2 separate regions of the Pan troglodytes genome follow, and region 2 is linked to region 1. Evidence: chromatin contacts called from public HiChIP or PLAC-seq data. All regions are on one chromosome and are shown on one strand. Each heading gives the region's core, a stretch centred on a gene start, on an enhancer-like site or on the middle of the called end of the contact. The rest is flanking DNA. Distances are from core to core; before and after follow the strand shown. Region 1 holds the start of CDHR4 (cadherin related family member 4). Region 2 holds the start of RBM5 (RNA binding motif protein 5).

Region 1 (6,361 bases), core at 1,218-3,717:
TGAGCACAGGGCAGGCATAGGGGTGCTGGCACTCGAAGCTGGTGTGGTTCTCATCCACCGACCTGGTGGCAGTCTGGCAGGCTGCAGCATGCAGGGCCGGGCAAGTCGGCACCCGCCACCAGGGCGGGCGGGCAGGCAGGCAGGGTTGCGGGCCTGAACGGGGAAGTAGGTCCTGCCCAGGACTGGAGGGGCATCCCGTGCCTATTGGGGGATTCAGCTCCCAAAGCCCAAAGCGTCTTTCACAGAAAGAGCGCTTGCTAGGTGAGGGGTAGAGAAGGGAGGCATAGGCCAGCCTGAAGTAGGGGGCGTTCACAGCAGCGCCAGCACCTCGTTAGTCCCTTGCCGCCCCATGCCCCGCCCCCAAAGAAGTCCCCCTTCCACTCTCTCCTCCCGCGCCGTTCCAGCAGCACGGCCAGCTGGATGCTGTTATCTGATGCTCAGCTCAGTTCCCAACCGTCCGAAACCCGACGCGGGCCATCTGAGCCATATGCGCCACGCCGCCCCCACCCCGCCTCGGACCGGCACGCTGGAGCCACCCCGCACCCGTCTGTTGTTCCGGCCGGGCGGCAGCCTGGCATCCCGCACGCGTCCTCACTAACCACACCCGCTCCCGAGCCTCACCAGTTCCCAGCGGAGCTGGCTAAGGAAGCTGTCAAGCCGAGCGCTGTGCATGTCCATGCCAGGGCCCCCACCGAACCTACTGGCTCCTCTTGGAACCCCGGCGGAGCCGCGCGGAGAGGGCTGGGAGGGCCGGCCAGCGGCGCCCTCAGCCTCCGCCTGCCTGCGCTACTCCTCGCTCTCCGTAGCTCCCGCCGCCGCCGCCCCGACATCTGGCAGCCTTGCCCCGCCCCGGCCCCGCGGCCAAAGGGGGCGGGGCTAAAATCCGGCGTCCCTCCCGACTCCGCCGCGGTTCTGGGTGGGAAGGGCGGGGTCATAACTTGAAGCCGGACAGGGTCGGTACGGGGACCCCCGAGCCCCCAGACTGTTGAGTGGACCCTGCGTTTGCTGCGTGACGCAGGACAGGTCGCCTCCGTGCGGGGGCCTCATCCTCCCCGTTTGTTCAATGGTGAAATAGCGGTCCCTCCCACGGGGCGCCGTGCTGCGCCCGCACATAGGCAGAGCACCCCGGATGGTCGGACCCAGAGAGGTTGTGGACCCTCGGGGCCTGACCCACGGGACCCATTCATGAGGCTGGCCTTGGCACTCCCTGAACGGGATGGAAGTGGGGTTCAGCCCGTCTGAGGACTCAAGAGAGGGCGGGACTTTGTGGCAGCGCACCGGCGGGGCCTCAGCCGCGTCCCAACCGAGCTAGACGGGACTGCCCTCTAGTGGGGAGTGCTTGGCTAGTCGCGAGTCCAGTGGCGACGCGCGACCGTCGGCATTCCCTCTGCCGGTACCAGGTGCAGACTGAGGGTCGGTGCTGAGGCTGCTCTATCAACACAGGCTAGGCTCAAGGGTAGTGTAGCTGCAGACAGACTGGACATACTAGCAACAGGAAAATACCAGGGAATGAGGGCCGTGGGCTAGCTTGGGGAAAGTCAGTCTCACAGGAGGTGACATCAGGATGCAATCAAGAAGAGGGGCATTCTGGCCGGGCGCGGTGGCTCACGCCTGTAATCCCAGCAGTTTGGGAGGCCGAGGCGGGCGGATCACGAGGTCGGGAGATCGAGACCATCCTGGCTAACATGGTGAAACCCCGTCTCTACTAAAAATACAAAAAAATTAGCCGGGCGTGGTGGCGGGCGCCTGTAGTCCCAGCTACTCCGGAGGCTGAGGCAGGAGAATGGCGTGAACCCGGGAGGCGGAGCTTGCAGTGAGCGGAGATCGCGCCACTGCACTCCAGCCTGGGCGACAGAGTGAGACTCCGTCTCAAAAAAAAAAAGAAAGGAAGAAGGAGGAGGAGGAGAAGGAGAAGAAGGAGAAGGAGAAGAAGGAGAAGAAGAACATTCTAGGCAGAAGGAGCAGCCAGGGAAAAGACCCCGAGGGACAGGAGCTGGACAGGGCCAAACATAAAGAAGGCCCAGGTGTCTGTGATTGGTGGTGGTGGCAGGAGGGGAAAGGTCAGCAAAACCAGGCTCTAACGGCCTTAGAGCAGAATCTGGGTTTTGTTCTTGGTGTGATGAGGAGCAATGGGGGCCTTTGAGCAGGAATGACCTGGGCTAGCCCTTGTTTTGATAATCCCAGCTGCTTTCAGAAAAGGATTCTGCAATAAGAGTGGAAGTCCCTGCCTTCATCCAGGCAACGAAGGGGAGGGCCTAGGCCTGGGCAGGGCAGGTGCACTGAAGGGGGTCACTTTGGGGTATGTTTTGGAACTAAAATCAAGTCTTGCTGATGCATGGATGTGGGCAGGAAAAGAGGCATCAAGCATGACTCCTACATTTCTGGCATTAACAGCTGGTTGGATGAAATTGCCATAAACTGATCTGGGAAAGACTGGAGAAGAGTGGGTTTGGAGAGGAAAATCCAATGATCATTTATGGACACGTAACCCTTGAGATGCCTGTTAGACATCCAAGAGGAGTTGCAGAGTCAGCTGCTAGGTGTATGACTCTGGACTTCAGGAGAGAGATCAGCACTGGAGCCTTGGATCTGGGAGGCATAGTGAGTAAATGGATGGTATGTAAGGCCATAGGCCTGGATAAGGTGGGGTGGGAGGAAATGAGTGTAGTCAGAGGGAGACAGCAATCGGGACTGTGCCCTGGGACATTCCATGAGGTGGAGGTAGGGGAGATATGAAGCAGAACTATCAAAGAAGCTGAGCAGGAACAGCCAGGAGAAATCTGAGAATGTGGGGACTCAGGACCCAAGGGGAGCAAGCATTGAATGCTGCCTAGGCAGTGAGGGTGAAGAACAAACCACTGGATTCGGCAGTGCATAGGTCATTGGGAACCCTGACAAAGGGCAGTTTTGTGTAGAGAGGGACAAGCCTGATTAGAGTGTGTGGAGAAGAGAGTGAGGACTGAAGAACTGGAGATGGCAAATAAAGACAACCGTTTTTTTTTTTTTTTGAGACAGGGCCTCACTCTGTCACCCAGGCTGGAGTGCAGTGGCATGATCTTGGCTCACTGCAGCCTCGATCTCTGGGGCTCAAGTGACCCTCCTGTCTCAGCCTCTCAAGTAACTGGGACTACAGGCATGTGCCACCACACTCAGCTAATTTTTTTTTTTTTTTTTTTTTTTTTTTTTTGTAGAGACAGGGTTTCACCATGTTGTCCAGGCTGGTCTCGAACTCCTGATCTCAAACGATCCTCCTGCCTCAGCCTCCCATACAGGCATAAGCCACCGTGCCTGGCCAGAAAACTTAAAAAAACTGACATATAAATACAATAAATAGACAGATCTCAAAGTTACAGCCCAGTAAATGTTAAAATCTGTAGACACTTGTGCAGCTGCCACCCAGATATAGAACATCCTCAGCAAGTCCTGGATGCCACCTGGTGCCCTATCCAATTGATATTCCCAACGGTAACCAGTATTTGTATTTCTATCATAAAGGATTCCTTTTGCTTGTTGGATGTAGACAACTTTTTTTTTTCTTTTTTCTTTTTTTTTTGAGACAGGGTCTTGCTCTGTCACTCAGGTTGGAGTACAGTGGCACAATCATGACTCACTGCAGCCTCGATCTCTTGGGGTTCAAGCAATCCTCCTACCTCAGCCTCCAGAGTAGCTGGGACTACAGGCCTGGATCACCACACCCAACTAATTTTTTGTAGAGATGGGGTCTCACTTTGTTGCCCAGGCTGATATTGAACTCCTGAGCTCAAGCGATCCTCCCACCTCAGCCTCCCAAAGTGCTGGGATTACAGATGTAAGCCGCCACACCCAGCAAGTTTTGAGAGATTTTGTTGACGATTGGGCTCATTTTTTATAGGCAGATAATGTTCTAATGGAGGGGGTCCAGCTGGAGTTGAGACTCTGTGGGGTAGCAGGTCCTGGGCCAAATTTTCCTGGGTGCTGTGCTTGCTCTATCTCCACGGATTGCATGACCAGTTTCCTCATCTGAACCTTAATCCTCCTCCCCTTCCATGCCCTCAGAGTTGTAATGAATGGGGGCAATGGAAAATGGGATATTCTGAGCCTCTGGAAGCCTGCCAGAGGTCTAGAACTCAGTCACCAGGGATGGGTGGGGATAGAATCTGGGAGGCCCAGGAGTCCCGTCTGCCCAGCTATGTTTGAGCAACTGACCTGGCAACAGGGTGAGTCAGACAAACAGCCTAGCTTTCTGAAGCCTCCTCTGCTGTCTGTGTCTTCAGGTCATCATGGTGCTGCTCAGGCTCCTCGTGTTCCTCTTTGCTCCGGTGGTCTCTGGTGAGGAGGTGGTGGGTGGGGGAACCGTAGTTTTCCCTTGGAGTCCTGACCCTTCCCAGATAAGCTACCATGGAGGACAGGGATTGGGGGAGAGGTAGGGAAGTGTAAGAATCTGAACCCCTGGCCCTCACCCCTTCTCTTGGCCACTTCCTCAGTCAAGTTCTCACTCCCCATCTGTGAAATGCTGGATGCTGGATACAAGGAAAGGCCTTAGCTGCTTGGCCCCATGGCATGGCCAGGCCCTGTGGCAAAAGGATAGGACTATGCTAGTATGTGTGGTTCCATCAGCCTGGGGGCCTCCAGCCTGAATTCTCTGCTCTTCACAGACCTCTGCAGCCTGCCCTGCTTTATAAATGTCTCTGAGAGCCAGGGGCCTGGCACAATCCTTCAGTTTTTATCCTTCAACTGCTCCTCCTACATGCCCACACCCACCCTGGAGTTGCTCAATGTCCAGCCACCCACCACCTTCTTCAACCCACCCAGCTTGGCCAGGTGGCAAGGGACCTATGTGGGCAAGGTACGGTCATGTGTACAGCTGGGGACTGTGGGGGCACAAGGGCAGACCTAAAATTTCCAAGCCCCACATGGCACTGTCCACCCACCCCAGTTGACCTTGAGCAGCTCTGCTCGGTTGGATGCCCTGATGGTGAACCACTACAAGCTGCAGCTGAAGTTCACATGTGGCAACCATGTGATGGAGGGCTCACTCTCTGTGGATGTGCAGCGGGACCTTAGCCATATCCAGTGTGCTGGTCAATTTGCCAGCCCAGGTGAGGCCAGGGGCAGCCGGCAGGGTGGGGGCAGGCATGGCCTGAACAGATCCTCCCTGACCTCCACTCTGGCCAGCTGGGGAAATGATTCAGGTGCCAGAGACAGTCACACCTGGGGCTCGGCTGTACACTCTGCTCCTCCCAGGCCTAGAACTCCACGGAGCGCAGGTAAGCCCAGAACATGGGACGGTGGGTGACAGGATGGGGGTGGGGGGATGGAGATAATAAATTAACCCCCACCTGGCCAGGCACAGCCTGAAGAGGAACCTTGCAGCAGAGGCATAGATGAGCCTCTACATGATGTATGTTCTTGGAGAGAGCTGCTGAGGGCTGCTCACTCCCCAGTGACCATGGCTGTTCCCACAGGACATCTCAGGGGCTGAGTTCTTTTTTTTTTTTTTTTTTGAGACGGAGTCTTGCTCTGTCGTCCAGGCTGGAGTGCAGTGGCGCAATCTCGGCTCACTGCAAGCTCCACCTCCCAGGTTCATGCCATTCTCCTGCCTCAGCCTCCCGAGTAGCTGGGACTACAGGCACCCGCCACCACGCCCGGCTAATTTTTTGGTATTTTGTAGTGGAGACGGGGTTTCACCGTGTTAGCCAGGATGGTCTCGATCTCCTGACCTCGTGATCTCCCCACCTCGGCCTCCCAAAGTGCTGGGATTACAGGCATGAGCCACCGCTCCCAACCAGGGGCTGAGTTCTTTCAAGATCTGCTATGTGTTCTCAGTTCTTTATGACAATTCTGTATCATTTCTGTAATCAAAAAAAAAAAAACATGTAAGTAATGGCCAGGCACGGTGGCTCACACCTGTAATCCTAGCACTTTGAGGGGGCTGAGGCAGGTGGCCTCAGGAGTTCGAGACTAGCCTGGCCATCATGATGAGACTCTGTCTCTACTAAAAATACAAAAATTAGCCAGGCGTGGTGGCGTGTGCCTGTAATCCCAGCTACTTGGGAAGCTGAGGCAGGAGCATCGCTTGAACCCAGGAGGTGGAGGTTGCAGTGAGCCAAGATTGTGCCACTGCTCCAGGCTGGGTGACAGAACAAGACTCTGTCTCAAAAAAAAAAAAAAAAAAAAGTATTTAAAAACAGTAACTGGCTTAAAAGCAAAAAGGATTGAGGACTGCGGCCAGGGCTTGGGCTAGAAGTCAGGAAGCCCAGGCTGGGATAAGGGTCAGTGGTGAAGCATGAGAAAACTGGGTGTCAGGCTGGGCACAGTGGCTCACACCTGTAATCCCGCATTTTGGGAGGCCGAGGCGGGTGGATCACTGGAGGTCAGGAGT
Region 2 (6,361 bases), core at 2,686-5,185, 280 kb before region 1:
GGGGCCACTGGACCTGGCTGCCTGGCTGTTATTTCTATTACTATAAGGCTCAGAGTGTTTTTGGGGGTTATACAGCCGCTGGTCACTCACCTCTGGACTGTCATAGTCTCGGTAGTCGTCATATCTATCACCCCTCCGATCATCACTAGATCTTTTGTAATCTGAGTCCCTCCGCCTGCTTCGGGATTCACGCTCATCACGGTCATCCCTGTCTATGATGGAACCGTATCTTCCACTACGCTCTGTTCTACTCACTCTGCCAGGGAAAATAATTTTCATTCTAAAGTCAGTCACATTTTGTACCTTTAAAAGACATAGTTAAAAATACACACGGCCCACAGATCAGTTTATAAGATATATCCAAATAGTTTAAAGTGTTAAAAAGTATTACCAAATTCCAGTTTACTAAGATAACCACTGGGAAAATACCTACATCCCTAAATGTAATGATAATTCTCAGGAATGTATGCTAAATCTGAAATAAACATTTGGGTTGAATATTTCTAAGAAAGAGTCATGTTGTCCAAGTTTATTTTTGCATTTTGTCAAGCCTAGAGTCTACATATTATCCCTTCATCCCTGATTCAGATCTTAGTGACCAAAAACAGGAAGAAAGCAGTTACTCGAATTTCACCCAATTTTAAAGGGTGAAATTAAGTACATCCCTGGCTCATCTACTCTCAAGAGTATCATGCCTACTGGAAAATGGACCAAAAACCTGGATGAACTAAGTTAGTCTTTTTTTTCCCCATCAGGCAACTTAGTTGTCTGTCAGATATAACTGGATAGTTACCCAAAACTAGCACCCCTTAAGAGAACACTCTTCTTATAACATCTGGTTTATTTTTGGCTAAAGGGCAGCACTGGGCTTCATGGGAAAACCTAATAACAAGAGGCTTAAACCTATTTGACCACAGATAAAATACACCTTTTGTAAATTGTTTACCAGATTCATAAAACTGCTGTGCAATCATAAGGCAAAGGAAAGGTTTATAAGGGCTTCATTTAGAATATACAAATTTAATAAAAAGAATCAAAGGAAATATGGGACTGAGACACCCCAAAGGGGTAAATGTTAATTTAGTAAGCTATTTAGAACCACAGACTGCTGACACAGCATTAAAATACCATGTGACATGAACATTTCCTAAGGCCCCTCGGCCTGTCAATGTGATCTACCACAGGGACTGACCTCAATACTAAAAAGGCAGATGGCTGAATAAGGGTGTGTGTTTAAATCAAATGGTCTGAGAGCGTGTACCCATAGGTGACACAATAGCCAAATGCTCTCATCTTAATTTTCCACTAATTATTTGGCTCTTTCTTTCTTCATGTAACACACAGTCCCAAGCTTCTCAGCTCTCTAAGTCTGGATCATCTTGCTATTCAGGGAACAATAACAAGAAATGGCATTCATTGATTGCTTACCACAGCCAGGAACTGTGCTAAGTGCCAGACTGTATGATCTCCTGGATTCTGCAAAGGTTGCTGTCCACACAGGGAACCTTCAGTGACCCACTCTACCCTGCCCTTCTTTGCCTAAAATTCTTTCTTATCCTTCAGCTTCCTTCCAGAGAATATTTTCTCCAGGAAGCTTTCCTGGCTGTGAACAAGAAAAAGACATACTTCCTATGTGTTCTAAGAGCACCCTACACTTTATCACAGCATGTTCACACAGTACTTTAATTCTCTCACTAGACTGTAGTTTGTGACAACAGGATCATAAAGGTGTTCATTAGCAATGCCTGGCGCAAAACACTCATATATTAGTTTGATAAACTATTTTAAACAAAGAGTTCAGTCCCCACTGAAATGTTGAGATCAAAGCCACGTACTGTAGTAACTTACCTTTTGTCTGAACCCATTGTCCCACTGAAGATTTAGCACACAGCTCCAAAAGGTTCAAATTTTATTTTTTCTAGGAGACAAGAGAGATTAATTGCTATAAATCTCAGAGATCACTTAAGTCAGCAGCTCCATAGCTTGGATACTACTGAGGCTGGGATTTCATCAAACCTTCAAATCATTGACAGTGATTATCTAAGGTGGGGAAATGGTGGGGACAAACTGTCAACGTTAAAATCGTGCTAACATTTTGTTAACAATGAGCAAAACCGGAAGATTAAGCATATTTTAAAATATTAGATTCCAGATTTAACAGAATCATAATACGGAGCAAGCAGAAGACTCCTTCCCTGCTCCTACCTTAGAATTACAAAGCAAAAAGGGCAGAGCTACAATCAGCTCCTTGGTTTTGTATCAAAGCAACTCCGTGGGATAGTTGACCGTTAAAACATTAATCCAAGTGTCTTCATTAATACAAGGAGCAACGTGAAATTCAAACACTTCTGATGAAAAATGTAAAACCCTGTAGAAGCTGGGATACTGAGCTGACTGAAATCTACTACATTAATAACGTATCGCATAAGACAAGAGCAAAGCTAGAAACGACCTAATTCCTAGGTAACAATAACCACCACGTCTTGAGCCAGTTCTTATGACTACAAACCACTGAGTAGTGAACAGCCCGGCCCCCCGCCCCGCGTTGGTAATAAGACATCACACTGCTGGACCGCGTTCGAAGAGCGCGAGGTCCGAAAAATCAGTTCCAGTAGTCTCTGGAAGCCTAGTCTAGAGCGAATGCTCAACGATTTGTTGAAATTAATAAATGAAAAAGAACCACTGGGGGGAAACAAGTCCCGGGGCATATTCACTGGTGCCGCCCCTTGTCTCCCGGGCGGTGCCGGCACCCACCTCCGTGGGGTCTCGCGGCCGAGATGGCGGCGTCACGGCCTGCTCGACCGACTCCAGCGTCCGGCCTGCCCTCCCCGCACACGCCCCTCCCGCCTCCCAAGAGGTTCCAAACCCGCAGATCGGCGATCACCGATCAGCTTTTCGGAGAGGGGGATTCAATTGCAGTTGAGGGGGGGATGGCGGCCAGAGACTGCCAGGGCGCTCCCAAGGAGTGCCCGAGGGACAGGCGACGGCTCCACTGCTCCGTTGGGCTGAAGATTAGGGGACGTGTATCCACAAGGGGCAAAGTCACAGCCAGAAAGAAGCAGGCCCAAGGCTGAGCTGGCTGGACACCCTCTGGAAACTGACAGAGCTGGCAACAAGGAAGGGCGCGGCCCTCCAACGCCTGGGGTAATTTAGCCCCTCTACAGAACCGGCTGGAGCTGATCAGTCGCCTCCGGCAGCTGACAAGGGAGGCTTGGGGGCCAGCCCAAATGGCAAGAACCTACCGTCGTTACAGACAGCCGCCGCACTTACCCCAAGGAGAGACCGAAGCAGCAGTAGCGGTTCTGCGCCCCAGAACCTCCAACAAGGTTCGGCGGCTACACAAAATGGCGCCTCCGCCGACGGCCGTCTCCTACCCACAGTACCTCACGCTTATCCCCTCCCCCTGTCACCCGCCTCCTGCGGAGAAGTCCAATCCTCGAAGCGGCCTGGCTGCGCGAGGGCTGCCGGGAAATGTGGTCGCCAGACCATCCTGTCACTTACGACGCTCTGTGTTAATTTCTTGCAATTCTCTTCTAAATCACTACAGAGTTGTCGATCGGCTTTTGCAGACCTGGATTAGTTTTTAGGGCTCCTATTAGGCATGTTAATAATTCTTTGCTTTTGCTACTAGCGCCGTAGAGAGTACAGTTTGCTTTCACTGGCACGGTGTAAAACATTGTCTAATTCGACTTCAAAAGGAGACCGTGCGTGGCGTGGTGGCTCACTCACAAGCCAGCATTTTGGGAGGCCGAGGCAGGAGGATCGCTTGAGGCCAGGAGTTCGAGACCAGCCTGGGAAACACAGTGAGATCCTATCTCTACAAAAAATAAAATTAACTGAGCATGGTGGCGTGCACCTCTTGTCCCAGCTACTCAGGAGCTGAGGTAAGAGGTTCGCTTGGGCCCAAGAGGTCGAGGCTGCAGTGAGCTGTGATCTCGTCACAGCACTCCAGCCTGGGGACAATGCGAGAAACTGTCGCTAAAAAATAAAAAGGAGGCCGGTGCTGGGCGTGGTGGCTCACTCCTGTAATCCCAGCACTTTGGGAGGCCAAGGCGGGCGGATCACAAGGTCAGGAGATCGAGACCATCCTGGCTAACACGGTGAAATCCCGTCTCTACTAAAAATACAAAAAAATTAGCTGGGCATGGTGGCGGGCGCCTGTAGTCCCAGCTACTTGGGAGGCTGAGGCAGGAGAATGGTGTGAACCCGGGAGGCGGAGCTTGCAGTGAGCCGAGATTGCGCCACTGCACTCCAGCATGGGCAACAGAGTGAGACTCTGTTTCAAAAAAAAAAAAAAAAAAAAAAAGGCTGGACGCAGTGGCTCACGCCTGTAATCCCAGCACTTTGGGAGGCCAAGGCAAGTGGATCACGAGGTCAGGAGCTCAAGATCAGCCTGACCAATATGGTGAAACCGCGTCTCTACTAAAAATACAAAAATTAGCCGGGCATGGTGGCGTGCACCTGTAGTTCCAGCTACTAGGGAGGCTGAGGCAGGAGAATCACTTGAACCAGGGAGGCGGAGGTTGCAGTGAGCTGAGATCGTGCCACTGCACTCCAGCCTGGGTGACAGAGCAAGACTCAGTCTCAAAATAATAATAATAATAATAATAATAATAATAATAATAAATAAATAAATAGGAGGGGCCAGGCATGATGGCTCATGCCTGTAATCCAAGCACTGTGGGAGGCCGAGGCAGGCGGATCAGCTGAGCTCAGGAGTTTGAGACCAGCCTGGCCAACATGGCTAAACCCCGTCTCTACTAAAAAATACAAAATTAGCCAGGCGTGGTGGCGCACACCTGTAATCCCAGCTACTTGGGAGGCTGAGGTAGGAGAATCGCTTGAACCCAAGAGGCGGAGGTTGCAGTGAGCCGAGATTGCTCTACCGCACTCCAGCTTGTGCAACACAGCAAGACTCTATCTCAAAAAAAAAATAAAAATAAAAAATAAATTAAAATGAGGAACATTAGTTGATCGCTTTACTAGATGCTATATTATTGCCCTAGATGCTTTGCAAACATTTTTGTTTGTTTGTTTGTTTGAGATGGAGTTTTGCTCCTGTTGCCTAGGCTGGAGTGCAATGGCACAGTCTCAGCTCACTGCAAACTCTGCCTCCCAGGTTCAAGTGATTCTCCTGCCTCAGCCTCCCGAACAGCTGGGATTACAGGCACCCGCCACCACACCCAGCTAATTTTTGTATTTTTAGTAGAGATGGGGTTTCACCATGTTGACCAGGCTGGTTTCGAACTCCTGACCTCAGGTGATCCACCTGCCTCAGCCTCCCAAAGTGCTAGGATTACAGGCATGAGCCACCGCACCCAGCCAGAACTGATTTTTCAGGTCATACAAATTGAAAACTGTGCCTATACCATTAGTTACAGAAAGTTATACATCAGTTACAGAAAACTGTGCCTATACCATTTTCTTCTCTCTCTGGAAAACAAATCTTTCAAGAATAAGTGGAGGGATGTCAGTGTATATATCTATATATAGGTATATACACAATACATATATAGATGAAAAGGTAGAAATATAATATATGTGGTGTGTGTGTATTTTGAGAGGAAGTATATACAATTTATGGGGAAGCATATATGCAAAATATCAGAAAAGAGTACATGCATTAATGAAATTTAAAAGTTAACATTGATGACATCACTGCAAACCCTACAATGGATGATGCAGATGCCAAGAATCTAGAACTCACTAGACTTCATAGCCACTAGCCGTTGCCTGCCTTGTCCCCAAAGCAGTTCAACAAGCACCTTTGGGTATTCCTGAGGTGCTTGCTGAGCTGGGCTTACCACCAGTCATAAAAGCTATATAGCTATTCACAAACCTCAAAATAATCTTTTTTTTTTTTTTTTGAGACGGGGTCTTACTCTGTCACCCAGGTTGGAGTGCAATGTCATGATCTCGGTTCATTGCAGCCTCGACCTATCCAGGTCAAGAGATCCTCCCACCTCAGCCTCCTGAGTAGCTGAGACCACAGGTGTGCACCACCATGCCCAACTAATTTTTTGTATTTTTGGGGTAGAGATGGAGTTTCACCATGTTGCCCTGGCTGGTCTCGAACTCCTGAGTTCAAGCGATCCTCCTGCCTCAACCTCCCAAAGTGCTGGGATTACAAGCGTGAGCCACCATGCCCAGCCTGCAAAATAATTCTTAAACTTGAAGAGGTCCCTGGCAAAAAAAGATGGATTTCATCCATAGGTAAGTGCCATCCTCCAAATTATCTCTGGTAGCTGATCTTCTTTTAGACATTGGCCTGTTGAGCTCCAGAGCTCTGCTGCCAAAGGCCTGTCTGGTAGCTGATGTAAGAAAAAGAAAGACATCAGAGTGAGTTGCTCTTTGTTTTAAA

Evidence for each region. HiChIP or PLAC-seq counts read pairs in DNA pulled down with a chosen protein or histone mark.
Region 2: a contact with region 1 is called in an H3K4me3 HiChIP or PLAC-seq map of stem cell-derived excitatory neurons, with 4 times the contacts expected there. The contact joins the promoter of RBM5 here to the promoter of CDHR4 in region 1. A contact is called at or near these places in 1 of 7 Hi-C or Micro-C datasets (stem cell-derived neural progenitor cells) and 1 of 1 datasets of contacts at active chromatin or transcription factors (stem cell-derived excitatory neurons).

What each region holds. Positions count from the first base shown.
Region 1 is chr2:53,833,134-53,839,494 of NHGRI_mPanTro3-v2.0_pri, reverse strand. CDHR4 (cadherin related family member 4) reads left to right here and starts at 2,467. Exons shown (of 19, transcript XR_010155202.1): 1 at 2,467-2,616; 2 at 4,254-4,308; 3 at 4,635-4,825; 4 at 4,916-5,078; 5 at 5,155-5,246. UBA7 (ubiquitin like modifier activating enzyme 7) reads left to right here. Exons shown (of 24, transcript XM_063805783.1): 24 at 2,395-2,514. The coding sequence ends at 2,422. INKA1 (inka box actin regulator 1) reads right to left here and starts at 849. Exons shown (of 2, transcript XM_001166131.8): 1 at 622-849. The coding sequence starts at 678.
Region 2 is chr2:54,117,981-54,124,341 of NHGRI_mPanTro3-v2.0_pri, reverse strand. It overlaps RBM5 (RNA binding motif protein 5), which reads right to left and starts at 3,935. Exons shown (of 23, transcript XM_009445525.5): 1 at 3,271-3,935; 2 at 1,849-1,918; 3 at 91-256. The coding sequence starts at 1,865.